2 separate regions of the Mus musculus genome follow, and region 2 is linked to region 1. A link is a contact called in public Hi-C data. All regions are on one chromosome and are shown on one strand. The core of a region is the stretch at or near the end of the contact, and the rest is flanking DNA. Distances in the headings are between cores, read along the strand shown.

Region 1 (5,293 bases), core at 2,602-5,101:
GGAGGGCCCCCAAAATAGCTTTAAGGGGAACACAATTAAAAGGAAAAAAAGGAAGCAAATACAACCACACTTAAGTTAAAGTAGATACCCATGTATGCCAGACAAAAATATATGGTTTGTAATATGCTTGGCCTAGAAAGCGCATTGTTGGGAGGAGTGGCCTTGTTGGAGTAGGTGTGGCATGGGCTTTAATACCCTAGTCCTAGCTGCTTGGAAGGCAGTATTCTGCTAGCTGCCTTCAGATGAAGATGTAGAACTCTCAGCTCCTTCTCCAGCACCATGCCTGCCTGGATGCTGCCATGCTTCCCACCTTGACGGTACTGGACTGAACCTCTGAACCCATAAGCAGCCCTGATTAAATGTTGTTCTTATAAGCCTTGCCTTGGACATGGTGTCCGTTCACAGCAGTAAAACTCTAACTAAGGCAATATATAAATACCTATATATTCACAGACACAAAAGTAGGAAACAGGGAGACAAGGAGGGGTTGGCAGAAGCAGTTTTTTTCCTGTATTATTTGACTATTTTTAAAGGAGAATACAGCATGTATTATGGTCTATTTAAATGTGGGGTTTTTTTTTAAAGGAATGACTAGAAAGTCTCATACCAATGTATCTTCCTAATTAGATGAGAGTAATAATGTATCTAGCAACAAAGTCATTGATAGCAATAGAATCCTCTTAACGTTTACCAGCCACTTCAACAACGAAGAGACTGTTATACTTACAGGGAAAAGCCTGGAAGGCAGAAATTTCAGTGAGTCAGCAGACTGCATGTTTTAATGAAATCAGGTGTAGCTGTCTGGTCAAATTAATAACTCATCACCTGTTTGAGGGTCACAAACTACTACTAAATATGAACCTACCTACGGGGCAGGCAAAGTGAATTAGCGCAAATCATTGCCCACCCCAAACAGCGGTCTCTTTAACAGTTAATTTTCCAGTTCTCTTATGTCACCTTCCACAGTGGGCTAGTGAGGGAGCAACAGGGAGAGAGAACGACTCCCATAAGATTGTCACGAGCTCATAACGTTGTGTTCAATATCCTGTCATGGGGCACACAACGGAAGTGTGAGCCAAGCTTCGGGAAGCAGAGATAACTGTGAGATTACAAAGGTTATAGCGATCAGTTTGCTTTTCAGCCATCCAAGCTGTGATCTGACAGACGTCTTGGCTGAGGGAGCTCCTCAAACGGTAAGAAGGCATTCTGTAGCAAGTTCTTGCTGATGCTGAAGGGACACACACAGAAGCTTTTCCACCTCATCGCCCCTTTCCCTCACCCCAAAGAACAGAGCTGTGAGGGCCCGTTGCACACTTACACAGGGCAGCAGACAAGAAAGTTGGAATAGAGCCAACCCTGGTGAGGCATGCCTACAATCCCAGCGCTCAGGTTAAGGCAGGATTGCCTGAGTGAGAAGCCACTCTTGGCCACAAAGGAAGACCTCATCTAAAAAAAAAAAAAAAATGATGCAATGGGCATATTGTTGCTATTGCATCTAAACATTTTAACGTCTTCTGTGGTTGTTACAATCACCCTGCAGAATAAGCTGGCAAGTGACATCACTACCATCACAGGAACGCAGCAAGAGGAGGTACCAAGTCCACATTTAAGGCCGTATAGCTAAACACTGTCAGAGTCAAGGCTAGAATCCAGGTATTGGCTGACTCCCAGGCTAGGCACTGGGAATTGCTTAAGTAAAAGATCAGTTTCCTAATTAGAAAAGACTACTTAATTTTCTTATTTAGACAAATCTTACAGAAACCACTCCCTGCTTACTGTGGGCCTTCAGACTCACTTAGGGGCGGACAGACCAATCGTCCCACTGTGGGCTGAGCGCTCAGGGATTTTCGATTAGTCTTATTCTGCATGCCGGTATTTCTGGCAAGCCGCTGTCACACATGCCACTGTCATGCCGTGTTGCCATGCAGATCATGTCAGATGGAAACACGTGGGGAGTCAGAAGGACACCAGAGAATGGGCACTGTCTGCTCTCTGGTTTAAAACCCATGTATTGCCCATAAGATCCTGGGACCAAAATCCCAGTAAGATTACTCAGTCTATAAAGTGCTTGCCACCCAAGTGGGAGGACCTGAGTCTCAACCTCAGGAGCCACATAAAAAGCCAGGGGTATCAGTGCATGCTTTGGACCCCAGCACTGGAAACAGAGCCAGCTTGGCCTACCTGAGGAGCTCCGGGCCACTGAGTGACTTTCTCAGAAAACCAAGTCAGATGCTCCTGAGGAATGATGCTCGAGGCTGACCTCTGACCTCCTGTGGTTCCCCCATAGACTCATATGTTTGAATGCTTGGCCCACAAGGAAAGGCACTATTAGGAGGTGTGGCCTTGTTGGATGAAGTGTGTCACTGTGGGAGTGGTCCTGGCTGCCTATTAAAAATAATCTCCTTCTGCTGCCTGCAAATCAAGATGTAGAACTCTCAGCTCCTCTAGCACCATGTCTGCCTGGATGCTGTCATGCTTCCGCCAGGATGATAACGGACTGAACCTCTAACCTGTAAGCCAGCCCCAATTAAATGTTGTCCTTTATAAGAGTGGCCTTGGTCATGTTGTCCCTTCACAGCAATGAAACCTAAGGCACCTCCATATGCATGCAGAGAGGGGGGGAGGGGGATGGGGGAGAGGGGGAGAGAGGGAGGGGGAGAGGGGGAGGGGGGAGAGGGGGAGGGGGAGAGGGGGAGGGGGAAAGGGGGAGGGGGAGAGGGAGGCTTCAGTTAGCCTCTGGGTAATTAGTAACTTATTTGATTGATTAGTCTTTCAGACTTTCCCACCAAGATAATCATCTGCATGCCTATTGGTGATCCTTTTTCAAGTCTCCCAGACACTGGAAGTGAGAGCTTCCTGTCCTGAGAGAAAGCTTGTCTAGTGACATCACCCTGCATCCTATTCAGCTGCCTCTCCTTCTCAAGAGAAACGACTCCCACAGATGACTCGAGGCTGTTATTTCGGGATCAATGACCTGAAGATCTGGGAGTAAAACTCCCCTACAGGATTTGATTCAGGAGGCCTTGCAGCTTCCCAGGCATCTGAAAGCCACCGCATTTAGGTTTTCATGGCCCACTAGAGCCAGTGAAAAAAGGTCAGAAATAAAGGCTTATTGGCCCAGGAGAGCCTCTTGGGAGAAGAAGAACCACCCCCCTGCAGCCCTTGGGTCCCTCCAACCCAGGGGTCATGAGGGAGCTTACAGGTCACTGATTCCAGAGAAAATAAAAGTGGGGATGGCTAGAAAATACTCTGCATTTTATTGGAGTTTTATTGAGGCAAGCTTCTAAGCATTCTCACTGTCAGAAAGAACATACAATTTGTATCCATTCATCTTGGATTTTATATCCTAAATTTATATTCCTTTAATGATGCCTATCCTGAAACCTTTGAGGGCCCCCCACAGTTCAGTTTCTTCCTGGTCTCCAAGTAAGAAAACACTGTGTGTCTAGCTATTCCACTGGTGGTGGAGGTGGGGGGCACTTTACCCCAGTGACTTTTAACCAGAAAACACAGTGAACATAAAACCCTCTTTAGCTTTGATGAAGACAGAATGCCAGTCATCTGAGACTGTGTTTGACAGAGTAGACAGACAAGAGGAAGCGAACTAGGAAACTGGACCATGAAATTAGAGAAAAAGGGTGGCGTGGGGGGCGGGGAGTTCACAGATCAGAAAGCCAACAGTCACTAAAATTAACCTAACTGTCTCCAGATTCAACACTGGACACCCTTCAGGGAAGATTAGCCGAGCGGAAGGGGCAGTCACATATTTCTTAGGCATGTTAAGAGGCCGACACAGGGTAATCAGGAGGCCTTCCTTGGGAGCCTGCCACCTGCAAATATAGCCTGTTCTTGGCAGTTCATTACACCCAGCCTGCCACAGGAACACACAGAATCACATACCGCTTGGGGTTTGACACTGGTTGGACTTGTTTTTCTGGTCCCCTGAGGCACAAAAAAAAAAAAAAAAAAAAAAAAGCAATAGCCAAGAGTAATCACACATTTTAAAATGTCCTTTCCCCTCCTAAACTTCTTCCCCGAGTCTCAGTGCAATACCTGAGCTTGTATTCGGCATGGAAAGGACATTGGACACAGCTCAGCAGTCAGCCCTTCACCATGGAACAAAGGGGCCATTGGTCATGGACAGGTGACCACCAATGGCTGACCTGGGCCCAGAGAACTACTGTGCACAAGCCTCGGAGGTGCCATTGAGTGGGAATGAGTCCAGGCTCAGACCTGAATCACGGGGACTCCTTTGGGCATCTTGGTCTGCTATGCTCCAGCCTAGCTTCCCTTGGCTTTTGATGGTTTCTGTTCAAGTTCTACTTGTCCAGATTAAAGGTTCTTCCCTGGTCCACTAGAACTACTGAAGGGGACGAAGTCAACATTGCTTTAAAGATACAAAAGTCATGAAGGTCCAATCTCCACAGCTGCTTCTTAAAGTGAAAAGAAGACATAGGTCAGCAGTGAGTGTTCATGTCATCCCTTTCTCCTACAGGAGACAAAGACGTGGGATTTTAGGTAGACAGGGTGACACATAGCTGCCACTTGAGCTTTGTGGGGGGGGTGAAACAAGAGAGTCACTGTTCAAGGCCAGTCTGGCCCCAGAACTAGACACATCTCTTTAAAAGAAAAAAAAATCTGTAAGTGGTCTCTGCTCAGGGTCTCTGACCCTGTATGATTCACACTGAAAGGGACAGGAAACAAGGAGTAGAGAGGGCTGGAGCACCTGGCCTGGATGGGGCAGAGCTTGCCTGTTAGGGCTTGAGACTGTCTATTGACTAGGATTTGAGAGGAGCAACGGAAGGAGGCAGCTCTTTACTGCAGAGAGCACTCTAAGAACATCTCAAATAGGAAGACGGGATTTCAAACATAAATTTAGAGCACGCTTCCTTTTCTCTTCATGTTGTTTGTCTAGACATTAGCTTCAAAGCAAGCACCAGGTGTTGTGGCTTGCATCTATGTCTTCAGCACTCCTGAGACTGAGACAGGAGAAGTGCCAAGTGTTTGAAGCCAGCCTGGGTAGGCTACATAAGTGAGTTCCAGGTCAGCCTGAACTAAAGGAAGAATATCAAATAAAAGAAAGCATTGAAGCCAGGTTTGGAACTATTATTACACTGATAGAAGCATTCAATCAACCTTTGAGGATCCAAATGCTACATGGGGGTTTTGTTCCATCCCAACACCTCCTGACAGGAAAATACAGTCATTGATTGTTTCCAGTATCAAAAAATTCTAGTCTAGGTATGGGGAGATGGCTCTGTGGGGAAAGTGTTTGCCCTACCAGCATGAAAAC
Region 2 (5,346 bases), core at 985-3,484, 230 kb before region 1:
TCTCAGCTGAGGTTCTCTCTTCCCAAATGACTCTATATTATATCAAGTTGACAAAAGAGGAGGAGGAGAAGGAAGAGGAGGAGGAGGAGGAGGAGGAGGAGGAGGAGGAGGAGGAGGAGGAGGAGGAGGAGGAAGAAGAGGAGGAGGAGGAAACAAAAAAATAATCCTAGCCAGAACATCTAATGTTTAACAAGCAAGTCAACTGCCCAGTGTCACCAACTGTCTAGTACACACTTCCTCTTTTCCTACTTGGTCTCTTGGTCAAGAGATAATGATCAAGAAAGTAATACGTAAATAAATAATAAAAACAAAGTGCAGAGTGATAGAAGGATCCTGCATCAACCTCTGGCTCTGTATGGGCACCACCTGCATGCATACACATACACACATATGTGCCCCCTACTCACATAAGAAGCATACAAGCTTCCATTTAAAACCCAATTGTTTATATATATTGCTTATGACTTAGAGAGGAAGTGTCAGCAAGATACAAATAAGATGTTGAATGTCCTTGGCTCTTACAAATACAGTAAGAAGTGAGGGAACGCATCGAGGCCACTGAGAGTGAAGTGATTGCCAATAAATGAAAGAGCAGGGTGCTGAGGAGGTGGCTTCAAGAGTAAAGTGCTTTCTGCACAAGCATGAGGACAGCACCCAAGTAAAGGCTGGGCATGGCCGTGTACATTAGTGACCCCAGCTCTGAGGGCCAGAGACAGGTGGATTCTGGCGGTTACAGTCCAGCCCAAATCGTCACCACCAGATTCACAAGAATCCCTGTATCAGAAAAGTAAAGTGGAGAAGTGGTTGAGGAAGACACTCTGATGATGGTTGACCTCTGACCTCTATTATGAGCCCATAAGTTCACTAGGAGAGAGAGAGAGAGACAGAGAGAGAGAGAGACAGAGAGAGACAGAGACAGAGACAGAGACAGAGACAGAGACAGAGACAGAGAGAAAGACAGAGAGAAAGACAGAGAGAGAGAGAAAGACAGAGAGAGAGAGAAAGACAGAGAGAGAGAGAAAGACAGGGAGAGAGAGAGAGACATGCACTCACACACACATATACACACATATATACACACACTTATGCACATATATACATACACACACAGACATACACACTTATATACATACATACATATACACACATATGTATATACATACATACACACACTTCAATTTAAACAAAAGTTTATGTATGTATGTATGTACATGTGTATGTAAGTAGTATGTATGTATGTACATACAAATATGTATGTCTTGTGTCTTGGCTGTGTGGACACCAGAGCCATCACAGACAGCAGCCCTTCCCACAGGACTGTGGTCTATCGAGCATAGGGTTGACTCACTGGAGTCTTTTTAGGTACTTACTTTCTCTTGTCTTTGTCTCCCCTGCAGCCCTGAACCATGGCAGATGGATTTTAACTGGATGTCTGTGAAGAATCGCCTTTAAACTGAAAACTCAACTCAAGGGGCAATGGCTCTCAGTTCTGGAGTCAAGGACAAATCAACATGTCTCAAGAACTTAGAGGAACTGTGTAAAATCAGGTTTTGCTCATAAGGGACTGTCCAAGCACAAGAATGAGAATAGTTTCCTTTAATTACATTCCTGGTACATTAGAGCCAGGTCAAAATTCTTACCATTTCACAGCCATTTATAAACTAATTGTGTCAGCCAGCTTTTTATTACTACAACAAAGAGCCACTTAAAAGGAAGAAAGGCGCACGTAGGCTCCCAGTCTCAGAGACTCCAGTTCATGACTGCTTAGCCATGTGATTCTATGAGGCAGTATATAATCCCATGCAGGGGTCTCACGGTGGAGGAAATCTCACCTCACAGTTGCTGGAAAGGGCAGAAGGACTAGGGTATTCCAGAGTCTCTTTTGAGAGTATGTCCACAGTAAACGGGCAGCTCCACTCCACCCTACTGCTTCAAGGTTCGACCATTTTCTAGGATCACAAAGCTGAGGACCAAGCTTTTAATATGCAGGCCCTGGAGAACAATTCAGATCCGAATTTGTTCCAAAGACAGACTTACAGCCAGTCAGTGAAATTGCTGGTTATCCATATACACCCAAGAGCCAACTTACACCCATTGGCTTGATGACCATGATGTCAAGTTTCTTTGTCAACTTGCCTGGATTTGGAGTGACCTAGCTGACACATGTCCTGGTTTATCTGAGACTGTTTGCAGAGATTCTTAAATGAGGATGGGAGACCCACTCTGAGTGCGAGCGGAACTATCACATGACCAGAGTGCCAGACTGAGTAAAAGGAAAAGAGCGGGGATAGTGACTGGGCCCGAGCACACATCCCTCTCTGCTTCCTGACTGCAGATGCCGTGTGATCAACTGCCTAGTTCCCACACCTTCCCTGCCAGCACGGACTGTATATATCCACAAACTATGAGCTCTTGCTTCATGTTGGGCATTTGCCACAGGGATAAGAGAGTAGTAAGGAATACAGCAACTAGTGAACAACAACAAAGCAAAACAGAAAATTACGTCAAAGCTATGGATAAACTGGAGTGCCTGCATGACACTGGTGGAAATCCAAAAATGTGTAGATGTCGTGGTAAACAGTATGGAGATTACTCACAAGAGGAAAGTATAATTACCCATGATCATGCAGTTCCATTTCTTGGAATATAACCAAAAGACTGGAAAGTGAGGTCCTGAAGAGACACTTCCACACCTGTGCTTATAAAGGGACCCAAATATCTCTATATTAAAGAAATAGTTAATACCTGGTTCCACACCAATGAGCCTTGAGCCTTGAGAATATGACGCTGAGTGAAACAAACCAGTCACAAAAACTCAACTTTCAACGAGAGTCATCACTGAGAACGTGCAGTCCATGGTGATGGAGTGATTGATGGGAGTTAGAAGGAATGGGTAGTGTTTAGTGACTACAGAATTTCAGTTTTGCAAGACGAAGACAGCTCTGGAGGTGGGTTACACAACAATGCCCATGAATGAAGCACTGTCGTGGAGACAGCGAGTACCTTTTGTGTTGTGCATATTTTATCATCATTAAGGTCCTTATGAAAGATGCTATGGGCCATGGACATAGGAGGACATGAAACCTCACCCAGAACACACATTCCGCAGAAAAACCACTTCAGGTGATGGAATATTGAGAAGCCATAGGCCATTGTGAATCCCAATTTCTCCTCCATTTCCCCTCCTGATGCGCCTCCTCTCTGCTTTTGTTCCACTCTTTCCTTACTAGTATAGTTTATTAGGCATGCTACTGATACAGGAAAGCAAGCAGGTGTTGATGTTGCTGTTTGTTTTCTTTTTAGAAATACCCATATAGAAGTAGAATATGAAAGGACTGGAGGGAGGATGAAGCTTGAGAGAGGGAGACAAGTGAGCCTGCTCCACAGATGACGTTCCATGCCTGATATGAGAAGGCAAAAACCCATGTCTAGGGAACTCATAGACTGTAGGGGAGACACAATTGATGCTATTTTTCTAAATGGTCTTGTCAAACCTCCTTCTAAATATTTATGTTTATAGCCATAGGCTTGTGCTGCTCCCAGCCTCTGTCAAAAGATCTTGCTTTGGTTTGTTTTGCAGTGGTAACAGTTATTGTGGGAATACATAATTGTTACTGTTCAAAGTGCTTAGAATAGGCAATTGTGAGTACCTGACCATACAGGGAACATCTTTATCACCTCCCCTCCACTCCCCCTCCCGTTCTATGGCTCAGGGAGTTTTGTCAGAAAGAATGTAAGAGCTAGAATAGGCAGGATTTCTGTGGCTGTAACATTGCTGTTGTACATATGAACTCATAGAAACAGTAGTTACCCACATAGTAGCTGCACGATATCAAGCCAGCTAAAAATCCTACCATGTAAGAGGGAGGAGCTGCCAACCTGTGGGCTGTTGTGGGGAGGAGAATTCACTTTTCTTTAAGAGTGTGGCCACTAGTAGGTTCTCCATGCTTCAGTGGATGGCCCTAATGCCTGTGTGCACATAAGCAGCACTAACTGTATACAGTGGGCTGAATAACCGAAGAGAGAGAGAGAGAGAGAGAGAGAGAGAGAGAGAGTTTGAAGTGAGGGCAGCAGAAGAGCAGATGATCAACATACATGTTACACACATGTGAAAATTTCGAAGAATACATAACACCTTAAGTACACACATATATAATAACTCCTCCTTAATTACTATGCTGGGTATAACATCAGTAGTCTTTCTGTGCTGGCTAGTTTTATGTCAACTTGACACAGCTTGAGTCATCTGGGAAAAGGGAATTTCAACTGAGAAAACACCCCCACGATATTGGCCTGTGGGCAAGCTCCCAGGGCATTTTCTTGATTAATGATTGGTGTCTGGTGGGCTCTGCTCACTGTGTGTGTGTGGCAGAGCTTCCCCTGGGTTGGCTGGTGGTCCTGGGAGCTATGAGGAAGCAGGCCGAGAAAACCATGAAGTGCAAACCAGCAAATAGCATTCCTCTGTGGTCTCTACTTCAGTCCCTGCCTCCAGGTTTGTGCCCCAACTCCCTGAGATGACAGATTGCAGTGCGAAATGGCAAACTGAAATAAATGCCTTCCCTCCTGAGTTCCTTTTGTCATGGCAATAAACGCCCAACAAAGATAATTTCTCAGCAAGCCTTGTCTTCTTTTCCTTTCTCCCCTGAGTTTCAGCTCGATGGGACTCTCTACCAGTCTCGCCTCTGTGCCTCAGGCCAAACCTCCCTACCCTGAAACAGAGCAGAATCCTGATTTTTATCTACCTAAGAGGAGCTGGAGGGCCCACGGGCTGTGCCTGTCTGCCATAAATCTGAGTCCTGTACCTTGGGGTAAAGGGTGAGTCACGTAGCTGAGAGGAAGCTTGACCCTGTCAGGGAGCTCTCGCTGCAGCCTGCGGTTCTTTTGTCACCACTGAAGCAAAAAAAAAAAGTGATGCTCACTGTGGTTTATGAGAGAGATGAAGTAGCATCATGGTGTTGACGAAACTCGGAGCTCACAAATGTCTGGCTGGCGCCTGGTAGACCTTTTTCTTCTCTGCAATTAAACTATTCTCAGTTCCAGAGGCTTCTCCACAGTGGCCCTGAAGCTTGATACCTTGCCTTCCCTCTCCCTAAACAAGAGAAGAAGCTCTGACCTACAAACACGGAGCGCGGCCTGGTGTGCAGCTGGATAACATTCCTGAGTGTGCTCACTGGCTCTCTCCAAGCAGGCTGAAAATTTGATGAAGGCTTAGAAACCAGACTGCCTGTATCCTCTGCCTTTGCCACATCTCTATGTAGAAAAGATGGACACAAACACTCAGGAAACGCCATGAATTCTCTACCTGGAGTCAGGACCCTACAGTTTCAAAGATAGCATGACACTAAG

What was found. Hi-C and Micro-C count contacts between places; a contact is called where the count stands out from the background.
Region 2: a contact with region 1 is called in a Hi-C map of the N1E-115 cell line, with 5 times the contacts expected there. The contact joins two enhancer-like sites. A contact is called at or near these places in 4 of 484 Hi-C or Micro-C datasets (the N1E-115 cell line, liver and nephron progenitors).

The regions. Positions count from the first base shown.
Region 1 is chr13:97,309,224-97,314,516 of GRCm38.p6, reverse strand. No RefSeq gene overlaps it. Among named protein-coding and RNA genes, the nearest start is that of Gm33390, 13 kb to the right of the region's middle. Within about 2 kb of position 3,851, at least 52 of the 459 cell types and tissues checked have an H3K27ac peak or open chromatin away from gene starts, as enhancers often do. A contact at or near this core is called in the N1E-115 cell line, where this site is marked.
Region 2 is chr13:97,539,364-97,544,709 of GRCm38.p6, reverse strand. No RefSeq gene overlaps it. Among named protein-coding and RNA genes, the nearest start is that of Gm41029, 3.4 kb to the right of the region's middle. Within about 2 kb of position 2,234, at least 2 of the 459 cell types and tissues checked have an H3K27ac peak or open chromatin away from gene starts, as enhancers often do. A contact at or near this core is called in the N1E-115 cell line, where this site is marked.